2 separate regions of the Macaca mulatta genome follow, and region 1 is linked to region 2. A link is a contact called in public Hi-C data. All regions are on one chromosome and are shown on one strand. Each heading gives the region's core, a stretch centred on a gene start, on an enhancer-like site or on the middle of the called end of the contact. The rest is flanking DNA. Distances are from core to core; before and after follow the strand shown. Region 1 holds the start of RHOB (ras homolog family member B). Region 2 overlaps HS1BP3 (HCLS1 binding protein 3).

Region 1 (6,569 bases), core at 3,634-6,133, 180 kb after region 2:
GAAAAGAAAGAAAGAAAGAAAGAAAGAAAGAAAGAAAGAAAGAAAGAAAGAAAGAAAGCAAGAAAGCAAGCAAGCAAGAAAGCAAGAAAGCAAGAAAGCAAGAAAGAAAGAAAGAAAGAAAGAAAGAAAGAAAGAAAGAAAGAAAGAGAGAGAAAGAAAGAAAGGAATCTCTAGAAGGGCGTTAAACCCATTTTTGCACAAGAATGTAGGAAAGAGAAGATAGGAGTTATGTGTGGCTCAGAAGGCAAGCTCTCTGGAAGCTCTGTACTCCGTTGCGTAAGGAAGTCAAGACTGCAGGGCATAGCACCATAAGTCTGTGGAATTTAATCTATTTTCATAGGAAACCACCTCCCCTCCTCTGTACATTGACAATGACTCTCCCTTATTGGAAGCCAGTAGTTCTCAAAGTATGGTCCCGTCCAGCAGTTCATCATCACTTAGGACCTTGCTAGAAATTCAAATTCTTAAGCCCTAGCCCAGACCTACTGGATCAGAAACTCTGGGGTTAGGCCTAGCCATCTGTGTTTTAACCAGCCCTCCGTGTAATTCTAATACTCACTTGACTTTGAAAACTGAAATTCTAAGTCTACTGAAACTCATGTGAAAGAGACCTTAGAAATACAATCCAGATTGATTTAAGATTAGGATTAAAGGAGAACTCAAGACAATGCCCCTTGCTCTAAAATGCCCAGGATCAATGCAACTTCCCAGTATTTTCCGCGAAACTGTTCAACAGGCAATTAAATCAACTCAGCACATTTATTTTAAATGTGCAAAATGAATTTTCATATTCTAAGAGTAACACCAGATGTTTTACCTCTTTTTCCTAATTGATTTTCCAGCCTACAGCAATTCGTCTTTATGTTTTCCAGTTGGATCCTAATGCAGCAAGAAGAGTGTGTTCCGGCAGGATTATGAAATGCCACGCATTTTCAAACAAGCGTAACTCGGGCAGCCATGCGTCATCTGAGTGTTTGTCTGCCCATAATATAAAACACAGACAGTTATGGGTACCAGGCAGATCAGAGCAACTCAGAAAAGGCCCTTTCAGGGAGTTGGGCCTCCAGGCTCTTGGCTGGTTGCAAAGCGAGTCCTGGGCATTCAGCCCAAGCCTGAGCTCTTCCCCCACTGTGTCCTGCGCTCCCTGGTACCAAAGGATTTGCTAGCTGTAAAACCTGCAAATAAACATGCTGTTTGTGGATGGGAAGTTTTGTCTTCAAAATGAAAAAGGAGACTGCAGGCTGGAGGTGAGTGGGGCTGAGGGACTGAGGAAGGAGTCAGGCAGTTGCTCAAAGCAGGCAGCCTGGATAGACCCCTCTCCCCTCTGCTCCTAGAGGAGCCCAGACAATTCCCTTCTGTTGGTCAACGCACCCACCCAGCTGAACAGGAGGTCCAGTTACTGCCAGCATTAAAGTGGGTGAAAGGTCACCACCAACCAGGTTTTCTTCACTCAACAAAAGCTCTTGGAGTCTGGGGTAAGACCAGGAAACAGAAGCCTCAAGCTTTGAAGCAAACAACTTCAAAGGAGACCTTCTCCACCTTTGTCCTGGGAATGGGGAGAAGGGGGAAGGAGAAGGTGGCAACTAAGTGCTAGAAACCCAGAAAATGCTGATTCAAAAAAAATGAAAACCACACTTCTCAGGCAGCTGGCACTCTCCGCTCCCTTCACTGGAAGCTGCTGAGAGCTGGCAGGTTTGAGCCATCATGCCTGCAGCAGGATTTTAATGTGGTCTCCCACTATAAATCAGCCCGTCTGGTTCTAAGAACCATTGCAGCAAAGCTAAGTGTCTACAATTAGAGCTCATCATGACTGAATCTCAGAAAGTGGCAGCTCCAACTTTAAGAACCACCAAAACAGCCAATGTTCTTTCCACAATATGGCCCTTCTCTGAACTTAGAATAAAGCATTCTAGGTTACTTATAAAGACATATTGGGATCAAAGTTTGATAATGTTTAAAAATCACTTCATCTGAACTCCCCCACTTCTGGAAGCTCCAGCCCCAAAGGTAACGACCTACACAGTCTCCTGGGGTATTTTGTAAACCCCTTGATGGCCTGAACGAAACCCAGTAAACAGGCTTCCTGATAGCCTGATCCCACACCAACGATTAATAAAAACGTTACCTAAATTTAAAATGCACAAATGATAACCTTCCAAGACTCAAAGAATAAGCAAAGCCCCATAACAGACTTAGACACAAGTGTTTTTAAGACACACAGATGAATGAAATCAAGATCTTCGTTCTCACCTAATTGAACTAAGTACATAATAGGTCAAGGTTTTTGCACTGGGTGTCGGGTTATCCACTCATCGTCCTCTAGGAATGTGACAGAACAACCTGGTCTCCCTTGGTCACCCAACCCCCAACCCCCACATGCTCCCAAAGGGACTTCATCCTCATTTACTACATTTGCTATAAGGAAAACGCGGTTGGCAAGAAAGGATCTCGCCTAGGAGAATGTCTCCCTTGTCCCAAATTCGCAAGGGTATTTTTACACACTATTAAACCACAAGAGCCATTTTATAAATGTCATCATCATAGTCTTTTAATATTTTACATAAAAAACTGTATACACAGCTTATAGAACTTTTATGTAAACATCATAAGCTCACCATTTTGTCATTTGTCAGTTTATTTAAAAAATAAAAAACAAGACAACAATTTAGTAGAAGTACCACTGGGAAGGAGGGGAGGGGAAGAAAGGATATACAGGGGCAGGTGTATTCTCTGTACAGAGATGCAGAGAAAATTTCACATAGCTTTAGAGAATGCCTTGTGAAAAAAAATATATAGGCCCCAATACTTGTTACTGCCCTTTATCAAAACTGTGTGCATGACCTGCACAAATAAAATCACAATACCGTGTTGCCACTTTCTTCAAGAAAACAAAGCAAAATTTAGTGGATTTCTTTTCCCTCTCCTTGTTAAAAGTCATTTTTTAAAAACATCAGAAGTAGATGAGGTTACAGCGTACAAGTGTGGTCAGAATGCTACTGTCTTATGCAAATGACGAGAGCATTAAGTGTCAAACAATGAAACAATTGTGCAAAGAATTTAAAAAAAAACAAATTTTAGCCTTTAAATAAATCAAATAACATCATTTTCTTGGACTGAACAATTTTCACTTGTAGGACAGGCACAAAGTTCGCTTATGGCAAAAACAATCCCACAGCGCACCCTCCCTCCTCCCGCTGGTGGCTGGTGGAGGCTCGCAGGGGGGGCTGGCCCGAAGGAGAGGCTGTGCTGGAAGCTGTGTCCTCCCCAAGTCAGTTGCAAATGTCTTCCCCAGGGGTCGGAAAGATGGCCAAGTCCTGTTCATGCTTAGACGGGAGTCTGGCCCAGCCTGGGCCAGAGCGCTCACCCGTCACCACCATTAAATAACACCATCTTAGCTCCGAAAATAAAATTATATCTATATTTATATAACATTCCCCATCCTCCCCAGCCCTCCCCTCCCCCAGTACCCGGGGTCTATGTTACAGACAAGGGATATCAGGCGCCCGCTGGTGAAGGGCGAACATCTGATGGGGCGCGGCCACACTCCCGCGCCAATCTCGCCCCCGGGGATCAGAGGCGGGGGTGGGGTGAAAATGGGGCAAAGGGAGTCGAACAGACACACAGCCACACACTCTGAGGCCTGGCTCTTCAGAAAAGCATGCTCAGGGGACCCTTGGCACTCAGCGGGGAGCCCAGGCCTGTGCAACACAGCTGGACGCACAGACACTGGGAAGGGGGCGCCCGGTGCCCACGCCGAATCCTGGCGCGAGCCAGAGGCGCCAGCAGACAGATGCCAGGCAGTCCGGTGGGGTCCTTGTGGGACACGAGTCTCCCCTTCTCCGGGCTCGTGGGGGACTGGTCCAGGAGGGGGAGCCGCGCCGGCAGGGGCAGGCGCGACGGGCGCGGCCCTCATAGCACCTTGCAGCAGTTGATGCAGCCGTTCTGGGAGCCGTAGCGCTTCTGCAGCGCGGCGCGCGTGGCCGTCTCGAACACCTCGCGCACGCCTTCCTTGGTCTTGGCCGAGCACTCGAGGTAGTCGTAGGCTTGAATGCGCACGGCCATGGCGCGGCCGTCATCCGTGCGCACTGGTTCCTGCTTCATGCGGGCCAGCTCTGTGCGGACATGCTCGTCGCTGCGCAGGTCTTTTTTGTTGGCCACCAGGATGATGGGCACGTTGGGGCAGAAGTGCTTCACCTCGGGCACCCACTTCTCGGGGATGTTCTCCAGCGAGTCCGGGCTGTCCACCGAGAAGCACATGAGGATGACGTCGGTGTCCGGATAAGAGAGTGGCCGCAGACGGTCGTAGTCCTCCTGGCCCGCCGTGTCCCACAGCGCCAGCTCCACCTGCTTGCCGTCCACCTCGATATCGGCCACATAGTTCTCGAAGACAGTGGGCACGTACACCTCGGGGAACTCGTCCTTACTGAACACGATCAGCAGGCACGTCTTGCCACACGCGCCGTCGCCCACCACCACCAGCTTCTTGCGGATGGCCGCCATGAGCGGGCCGGGCCCGGGCAGCAGGAGGGGGCCCGCGAACGCCTCGCTGCCGTCCCGCTCGCCGCTCACTGCTCACCTCGGGCTGGGCGCAGGGGGCGAGGGTCGCTAGCTGCACTCGGGCCCCGCGGTGGCGCGTTCTCTCACTGAGCTCCGGCTGCCGCGGCGGGGGCGGTGGGGGCGCGGGGGCATAAGGCGCACCGTGCGTCTAGCCGCGCTGCTCCCGGGCGGTGGTCGCTCTGCTAGCCCCGGGGCGGGAGTCGGCGGCTTTGTGCGTAACGCGGGCTCGGGCGGCAGACTCGGCCTAGCTCCCTCCCGGGTCTCTCCCGGCCTCGCCGAGCATACAAGAGAGCGAACAAGTCCAAACAGACTGCGGTGGCAGATGAGGGCTGCGGCCCTAGCGCCCGCTATTTAAAGAGTCCGGCCACTTTCTTAATATAGCCGTCCAATGGGAAACGAGCCGGCTGAGCTCATCGCTGCGGATCTTGGCTCTGATTGGCCGCCCGCTGCAGCCCGAGGGCGGGGCAGGGCCAGCTTGATTGACGGCCCAGGGCGCCGGGCTGGGAGAGGCAGCGACCCGAGAGTCTGCGCCGCTGCTGGCGCTGCGGGGCTCTAGCGGCACCGGGGTCCCCTTCTTCGCCGCAGCGTCTGCGCGCGGATTCCCGGAGCTGCCTGGAGCCTACAGGGTCTGGGCGAGCGGTTCCGAAACAGGCGGCACTCAGTGGGGCGTTGGCGACTCCCATTCAGAATTGCCCCTCTTCCTGGCAAACTCCCGGCGGTGGTTGGACCTGTGGGGGAGGGGGTTTTGCTCTTTTAACGTGGTTTTGTTTTTGAATAAACACACACACACACACCACACACTTTTGTTTCCAAACAAAAGTGTTTTCTCCTTTCTTTTGGAGGCGGCCCCTCCTGTGGTCTAGGGCCCCACCCGGGTACTCGCCCTGGGCCAGCCTCGGGTTTGGACCCGAGAGGCGACCGGCTGGCTGCAAACTGGCTCTTCCAAGTCCCGCCGCCCCCACCCTTCCCAACCCCCAGCTTAGGTCTCTAGGTGAAGATTAAGGGAAGAGGTGCGGAGTGGCGGAGCCTGACAATGGAAAGGAAAGGTCGAAGCTGGAACACTTGGAGGAAGTTACTGGGCAGGGAGAAGCCCCCTCGGCCCCGCTCTTCACAATGAAGTCTGATCCCGGTTCTTAAAACAGAGAACTGTCTGAGATAAATTGTACAACAGAATATACAGTATTGTACAATAGCATGTACAATATTCTGGGTTCAATAGAATCCAACCACCCCAAGACCCGTGAGCGGGCGAAAAGGCTCGAGGCTGGGGAAGACGGGCGGGGTAAGGGGCTAACAAATGGGGCACAGCGGGTTAGTGGGTGTCCCCTCTAGTGGGGCGCCAGATCCCTAGTCTCCTGATGCACACTAGGACTGAACTCATTTATCCTATAGATCCTGCAGGAGATGACAGTACCTGTGATCCTGAAAGACCCTAGTCAACCGATTTCTACGGATAAAAGAGGAAGAAGGGGGTAGGGGGAAAGGAGGAAAGGGGAGTCGGGGAGGGCTCCCGGGAAGGAGAAACAGCCTGAACACAAGCAGGAAGGTGGGAAGGAGTAGGGCACACTCTAGGAGCTGCGTATGCTGGGGTTCATGAGCGCTAAAGCATTAACTGCAAGGGGTGGGCTCTGTCCATCCATTGCAGGGGAAATGTATGCAGACTGTTTTTTCATCTGAGGAAGGACCCACCACATCACCGGGAGGTTGTTGCCTCCTGTCTCCATCTCTGCCTCGCTCTCTGTGAGTTGTTGGAGGGCCAGGATTCTGTCTTATCTCCACATCTTGAAGACCCAGCACAATGCCTGGCATTTACAAGAATCAGTACATGACTGTGGAGAATTAACCCCAATGCTCAGAAACGCAGGTAGATCTTTCTGGGGGTTTCTTACCTGAGTTCCACGTTTTGCTTTAACAATTATCTAACCAGGCTCACGCCTGTGATCCCTGGGCCTGGGAGACCCAGGCTGGAGGATTTCTTGAGCTCAGGAGGTCACGACCAGCCTGGGCAACAT
Region 2 (6,464 bases), core at 1,828-4,327:
AGGCACTTGGCTGCCCCCAAAACGGAGGTCACCTTCTATCCACCCAGACTCTCCCTCCTGCTCAGGTCCCAGGAGGGACAAGTTTGGTCCCAGGAGGCTGCAGGAAGCCCTTGACCTCAGATCCTGGCATGGGAGGGTGCAGTGTGGCAAGATGCCTCCCCTGGCTCCGGGGTGCTTACCAAGTCCCATTTTTTCTGTCTTCCTCCACAGGTACCAGATCCCCAGGGGCTGCAGGGCTCACCAGCAGAGATTCCTCTGTCCTGGACGGCACAGACAGCCAGACCGGGAATGATGAAGAGGCTTTCGACTTTTTTGAGCAGCAAGACCAAGTGGCGGAAGAGGGTCCTCCTATCCAGGGCCTGAAGGGCGAGGATGCTGAGGAATCCTTGGAGGAGGAGGAGGCGCTGGACCCTCTGGGCATTATGCGGTTGGTCTCCCGTTGTCGAGAGGGTCCCTTTGGTGTATTCCAGGCTTTCTGGAGATGACATCCCCCTTCCCTGGAATCTGAGAAAAGCCCTGAGCATCCCAGGTCGCCCCCTCACAAGCATCTGGGCCACAAGGCCTTGGCCTGGTGTGCTTGGGGGAACCAGCTCTCTGTGTGCCCTTGGTGGTGTCCATGTCTCTGGGGCTGGGCTTAGGTATCGCCTCCCTGCCTGGGTCACAGGATGTCCTCCGCTTGTGGCTCTGCACTGAGGCTTGGCAGAGGCTCCCCGTGACAGCTCAGTAGTGCAGGCTGCGGCCCTGTCCGGCTAGTGTGGGAGGACTGGGTGCTCCTTCCAGCTGCAGAACTCGCAGAGGTAGCTGCAGCTCTGGGCCTGCATCATCTGCATAGCAGGAGCATTCACCTTGGCCCTGCCTCCACACAGGGCCGTTCACCAGCCGTGGATCTCTGGCCATTTACAATCTCTTTTCTTCGGTTTTCTTCAGTGAAAATGGGCTCATGGTCGTACCAACCTCTTAGGGCTCCTGTGAAGATGAACTGAGTTATGTAACTTTAGCAATTAGCTATCATCCTGGCCCCATCTTTCAATGGAATCAGACCAGGCCAGGGGTGCTGTTCTTCCCGCTCTCTACCACAACGAATGTCTCTTAGCCGTTTACTGAAGTCCTCAGACGCCAGATGAGTGAGTCCTTTGTTGTAGGTCCTGCCCCAGAAAGGAATTAGAGCCCAGTAGAAACTAGGCAGAGGCAAGTTCAGCTTCATCAGCATGCAGAATTCTGTCCTAAAATCACAGCCCACTCTGGAAAGGCCTTCTTCGGGGGGAGGGTTATGGAAGGGTGGGCTGCAGGGTGGCCATGAGACCAGCGTCCAGGGGTGAGGATTCACACTGGAAAAGGGTGCACAGCGCTCGGGGAGCTGCAGCAGAAACAGGCCCCGGAGCCAGGATCCTGCAGCACCTAGGCACAGTAAGTGCCCTGCAGTCACCCCTCCTGGCCCTCCGTGGCTGGCCTTGTCCTTGAGTGGGGTCGGCGGCCCTGAGGGAGAGGCAGCCAGAGTAGCGGGTGATGTGGGGACAAGCCTGTAATAGTCACTCCTTATCAGCCTGGCCCAACCCTGCAGGCCTTTCTTGGGCTTTATTTTGGTAAGGGTGAGGCTTTGTTTGAACTCACATTCTCTGTTGTTCTGAGTAACCACACGTAGTGCCAAACCAAGATGGACTTTGGTTGTCTGTGCCAGCCTTTGGCAGAAGAACACACTTAGCAGAGCGGCTCCTTTTTTGGGTAGGAAAATGCTCTTTGGGGCTGGCAAGTGCTGCCTTGAACTTCCTACTTACTTCATTAGCAGACTGTCAGGGGAGATGTGTCAGCTGTCCTGGGACCCCTTGGTTGGGGGGGGCCAGCCCCCTCCCCAGCTCTGTACTCTGGGGTCCTCGCCCCTGAATCCTGGGAAAGCTTAGCACCTAAGAGTAATCCCGCTGGCTCAAGACCCTCTTCTGCTGGGCTTGCTTTTTAAGGACCCGTGTGACAAGGTGCTGGTGAATCAGCGTTATCACCTCTGGCAGAAATAAGAAGTAACATTTTTTGAGAGTTTATGAAATGCTGGGGGAACTAAGTTAGCATTTGCCTACATGATCTCATTATATCTGTTAAGACAGGATTTCTGAAACTGCTTGCTACAACCCATAGTAAAAACTATATTATATGCTATGACCCAGGACACACATGTATAAACATCCCATAAAACTGAAGCAAAAGTTCCCAGAACTCATACAAAACCTTACTAAGTGTATCGTACTCGGATATTTTCTATTCTATTTCAATGTTTGGAAAGGTCATGACTCACCAAACTGCTTTCAGGATCCACTGTGAGCACAGGTCAAGAAACGGAGCCCTGGAGGCCTGCACTGGCATCAGCCTCTTCTGTGTGGTGGGAAACTCAGATTCAGGGTCAGGTGGTTCGTCCACGTTCCTGCAGCCTGCAGATAGCAGAGCCAGGACCCCACGCCATCTCCAGTCCAGTCTTTATCAGCCTGGGAGGTGGGCAGGGCCCCAGGATTATCCCCCTTTCACAGATGGGAAAATCGAGAAAGGAGTTCAGCAGGATCTTGGCCTGAGCCGTGTGTGTGGCAGAGCCGTGCCTTGAAGTTGGGTTTCCACCTCGGCCTTTCACAGACACCCAGCTGGGCTTGTTGATCTCTCTTGGTGCCACCCACCTGCCCTTTGGTGGGGGACTTTCTGTTCTTCTCAGGGGGCTATTTGTGCACCCCTCTCCCTCCCGTGCCCTTGGTTCCTGTGCAAGTGCAACAGCCCCCGTTTCCCAGCTTGCCCTGCCCCATGTGTGGACTTAGCTCTGGGCGCTCCTGGAGCAGCCACCATTTCCCTGCAACCAGCCTCGGTCCTTCCCCACCGTGGCCGCGGCGAGGCGCTGCTGCTCTGCTGAAGGGCTGCTCCACTGCAGGGCTGCTGGGAGGGTGGGAGTCGCCAGCACAAAGCCGGAGCCCAGGCCGGCCTGGCTTTTCTTTGTCTTGTAAACCTGGTTTTGGTTAGGGACAAGAGAGCGTTATTACACCGTTAGAGAGCGCTTAAAGACAGAAAAAACCCTCACCTCGGCCCATCCCGACACCACCGCTCTCCCCTTCTGCTGGGGCTCTCGTCTGACCCTGTCCCAGCGCCATCCATGCAACTGCAGGCACAGTGCACGCGCCTTTTCGTACTCTGCTTTTTCACCCTATGGTCTGTCCCGATTGCTGCTCCATGTCGCCCCCGTTTTGTATTTAACTTTCTATTTTAGAGATGTCACGGTGCTGAGAAAATTGACATTCTACCCTAATAGTTCTGCCTTATGCTGGAAATCCTCTGCGGGAAACATTTTACATTGTGACTCAAATAATACACAATTAGTATAGAAAAATTGCAAACACAGATGAAATTCCTTTCCCTGTGAATTTTTGAATGCATCTTTGAATATTCACATCTTACTGCCAAAATGAGATTGTCTTATGTGCCATTCTGGAATTTTCTTTTTTCCAGTTTACATGTTCTAGGTCCTTCCAGATCAATAGCTGCGCTCTCCCTCCTTCCTCTGCTGGTTTCTCAGCTCGATGGGCTGTAAGTGGCATTGCCAGGCCCCTGCTTGTGAACATGCTGGGGTTTTCTGTAGGTTTTTCCTATTGTAGGCAATAACTTGAGGAACTTCTACATATACAACGCTTTTATTCTATGGAGCCTTCCCCTATATATGTGCCCCACCCAGAGCAGGGCCCCTGAAGCTGCTTCTGGGGACTTTGGGGTACCATTCCAGTAAAGGGTTCTCCAAGGGCTGAAGCCCCTCGTTGGGAGTGCCCCTGTGCTTTTCTAAGCCCTGCCCCCGCCCCAGGGCCCACTCCTCCCATCTCTTCTTTGGCACACAGAGACCCCCTGCAGGCCCTGGGTCCCTGAGGACTCGCAGCGTCTGGTGGGACAGGCTGGCTCCTGTATGAACAAATGCACCTGCCTTCGAGGCTGGGCTTCCCAGACTCCTTGGAAGGGGGAGCCCACACCCGGGTCTCCATGCTGTGGCCTCCGTGGTGAAGCTGAATGTTTCTCTGGAAGGCCATGTTTTATGATAATTTTTTAATATGGATTTTGCTTCATCTTGCATAAAAGAACCACATGTATTTTAGTATAAAAATAATATCTTACCCTCCATATTTGGATGAAATCACTTCTCCGGGATGATTCTGTGGTTTTGAATGCTGGCACATTACCAGGTGCTCCCAGATTCGCTAACCCAAGATTTAGCAGCAAGATGGTCCCCTAAGGTGAGCCGTGGAGGGGAGCTCTGTGGGGACAGCAGGGCCTCAGCCCCACCTCCTTAGGTGCCCTGGAGCTGCTCCCCCAAGGGTGCCTCTTGCCAAATATCCCGACCACTGCACAAGGGCTTGGCACCTCTTTATTCATTCCAGCCTGAGCCTGGGCACCCAGGGCTCCCCTGATGCCACCAGCGCAGCAGAGACCACCTAGGGATTCTGGGCCACTGAAAGCTTGGGGGAGAGAGAGATTCCAGGCCCCCCTCAGATCTGGGTAGGTCCCCCATAATCTGTGTTTTAACAAGCTCTTGAGTTGGTTCTGCAAGCTCCTATTTGAGAATTCCCAGAAACCAAACTCCAGTAAAGTGTTGGAAATGCCAGAGAGGAAACAGGCGTGGAGAGCGGCAGGTTAGCCATCACCACAATTCCCCGTCCACAGTGGGCTGAGGACAGGGCGTGTCCGGAAGGCACTTCCGGTACTGACTACTCGCCAGCTCCTCCTGCTCGGGCTGGGCTTTCCCTCGTCTGCTGGCCCACCTGCTGGAGGAGTTCTCTGCGGTGCCATCCTGGGGTTCATGTGGGGGCCATGAGCCAGGATGGCTGGGCCTGACCTCACCCTGCACCTGTACAGCTCTTAGCCCTGGCCTGGCTGGGGACCCAAAGCCATAAGGAAAGGAGGAGGCAGATGCCACAGCCGCCCTGCAGCATCATGCAGGTGGCACTCCACCCAGGCTGTCACAGTGACCACAGCAGCACAGTGTGCATGCCAACTGCATTTCCCCATCCAGATTACTGCCTGGCAGGGCGCAGTGGCTCATGCCTGTAATCCCAGCACTTTGAGCAGCCGAGGTGGGCAGATTACTTAAGATTAGGAGTTCAAGACCAGCCTGGCCAACATAGTGAAACCCTGTCTGTACTAAAAATACAAAAATTAACTGGGTGTGGCAGGGCATGCCTGTAATCCCAGCTACTTGGGAGGCTGAGGCAGGAGAATTGCTTGAACCCGGGAGGGGGAGGTTGCAGTGAGCTGAGATTATGCCACTGCACTGCAGCCTGGGCGACTGAGTGAGACTCCGTCCCAAAAACAAGATAAAACAAAGCAAAAACCAACCAAACAAAAAAATAGATTGTTGCACAAAGTCCTGCCTGAATAAACGGGCTGTTAGGAACAACAGATGTACCAGTGGTTTCTGCTTGTTAAATTCAGTAGCATAACCTTTGGCTCAAGAGAAATATCATCCAGAATCCCAGCACATAAAACAGGCTGAAGTAGGATTTCCCCTGGTTGGGACAAGTGAGGACTGAATCTTTGTCCCTCCAGCCTCAGCCCCACTTCCTGGGGTAGCCCTGGGCAGCTTTGCAGAAGGCGAGGGCCCCTTAGAGTATGGTTTGACAGTGCGTGGGACAGCTGGAAACCCCACACAACCCCAGGATGTGTGGCTACTCCAAGAGCAGGGTTAGAGATGGGCAGTCCCAGGTTTAAATCCCCTTTCTGCCACTTACTAGCTGGTAGACACCGAGTGTGTTGCTGTACTTCTCTGAGCCTGTCTCTTTGTAGAATGGGGGTAAAGTAGAGGCCCAGTGGCTGAAAGGATAAAATGAGATGAAGCACTACAGGAAAATTCCTTTGTAAAAATGTACTATTCTAGATTTACTTTGCTCTAAAGAGGTCTTTGTGTATTTAAATAACAGTTGAAATATGAAAAGGCAGCTTTTCCACTTCCTATAGTTGTTATGCAAATATCAGGACCCTGTGATGTGCATACTATAACTTTACCTCCCTCCAGGAGCGCCGGTACACCTGCCACCTGTTACAGCTTCCTAGAGCAGGTGATTCTGGAGGTGGGGCAGCCCCTGGCCCTGGCGGAAGGAGCCTGCTTATCTGAATCCTTAGTGGGATTCAGTGGTTGCTTGGTTCCTTGAGAGAGAGAAATCTGGGAGGTCATACTTGCGATTCTCCTGCCTCAGGCTCCCCCAGGACTCGTTGTGGCAAGTTCTGGCAAGTAGCAACACTCTTAGGATGACAGCGTCTTTACACTCTGAGGACTGCAGATCAGATCCAGGCTCTGTTGTGACAACTGAGGAACCTTCCCAGGATCACACAGGAAGGCATGAGAGCAAGAGCTGGGGGTCTCCTGACTGCTGGCCCAGGACTTTTCCCTTTGTCCCCAGTCCAACACCTGTGCTTCTCAGCCCTCACCTGTTCGCTCTTGTTTTTTGATGCCATGGGTGACG

Evidence for each region. A called contact is a pair of places that touch in the nucleus more often than the background predicts.
Region 1: a contact with region 2 is called in a Hi-C map of fetal cortical plate, with 2.2 times the contacts expected there. The contact joins the promoter of RHOB here to the enhancer-like site in region 2. A contact is called at or near these places in 11 of 14 Hi-C or Micro-C datasets (CD4 T cells, blood, fetal cortex germinal zone and 6 more).

What each region holds. Positions count from the first base shown.
Region 1 is chr13:104,570,382-104,576,950 of T2T-MMU8v2.0, forward strand. RHOB (ras homolog family member B) reads right to left here and starts at 4,884. Exons shown (of 2, transcript NM_001194776.2): 1 at 4,372-4,884; 2 at 2,522-4,311. The coding sequence starts at 4,500. The coding sequence ends at 3,910.
Region 2 is chr13:104,389,649-104,396,112 of T2T-MMU8v2.0, forward strand. HS1BP3 (HCLS1 binding protein 3) reads left to right here. Exons shown (of 7, transcript XM_001096861.5): 4 at 211-427. Among named protein-coding and RNA genes, the nearest start is that of HS1BP3, 15 kb to the left of the region's middle. Within about 2 kb of position 3,078, at least 22 of the 40 cell types and tissues checked have an H3K27ac peak or open chromatin away from gene starts, as enhancers often do. A contact at or near this core is called in fetal cortex germinal zone and fetal cortical plate, where this site is marked.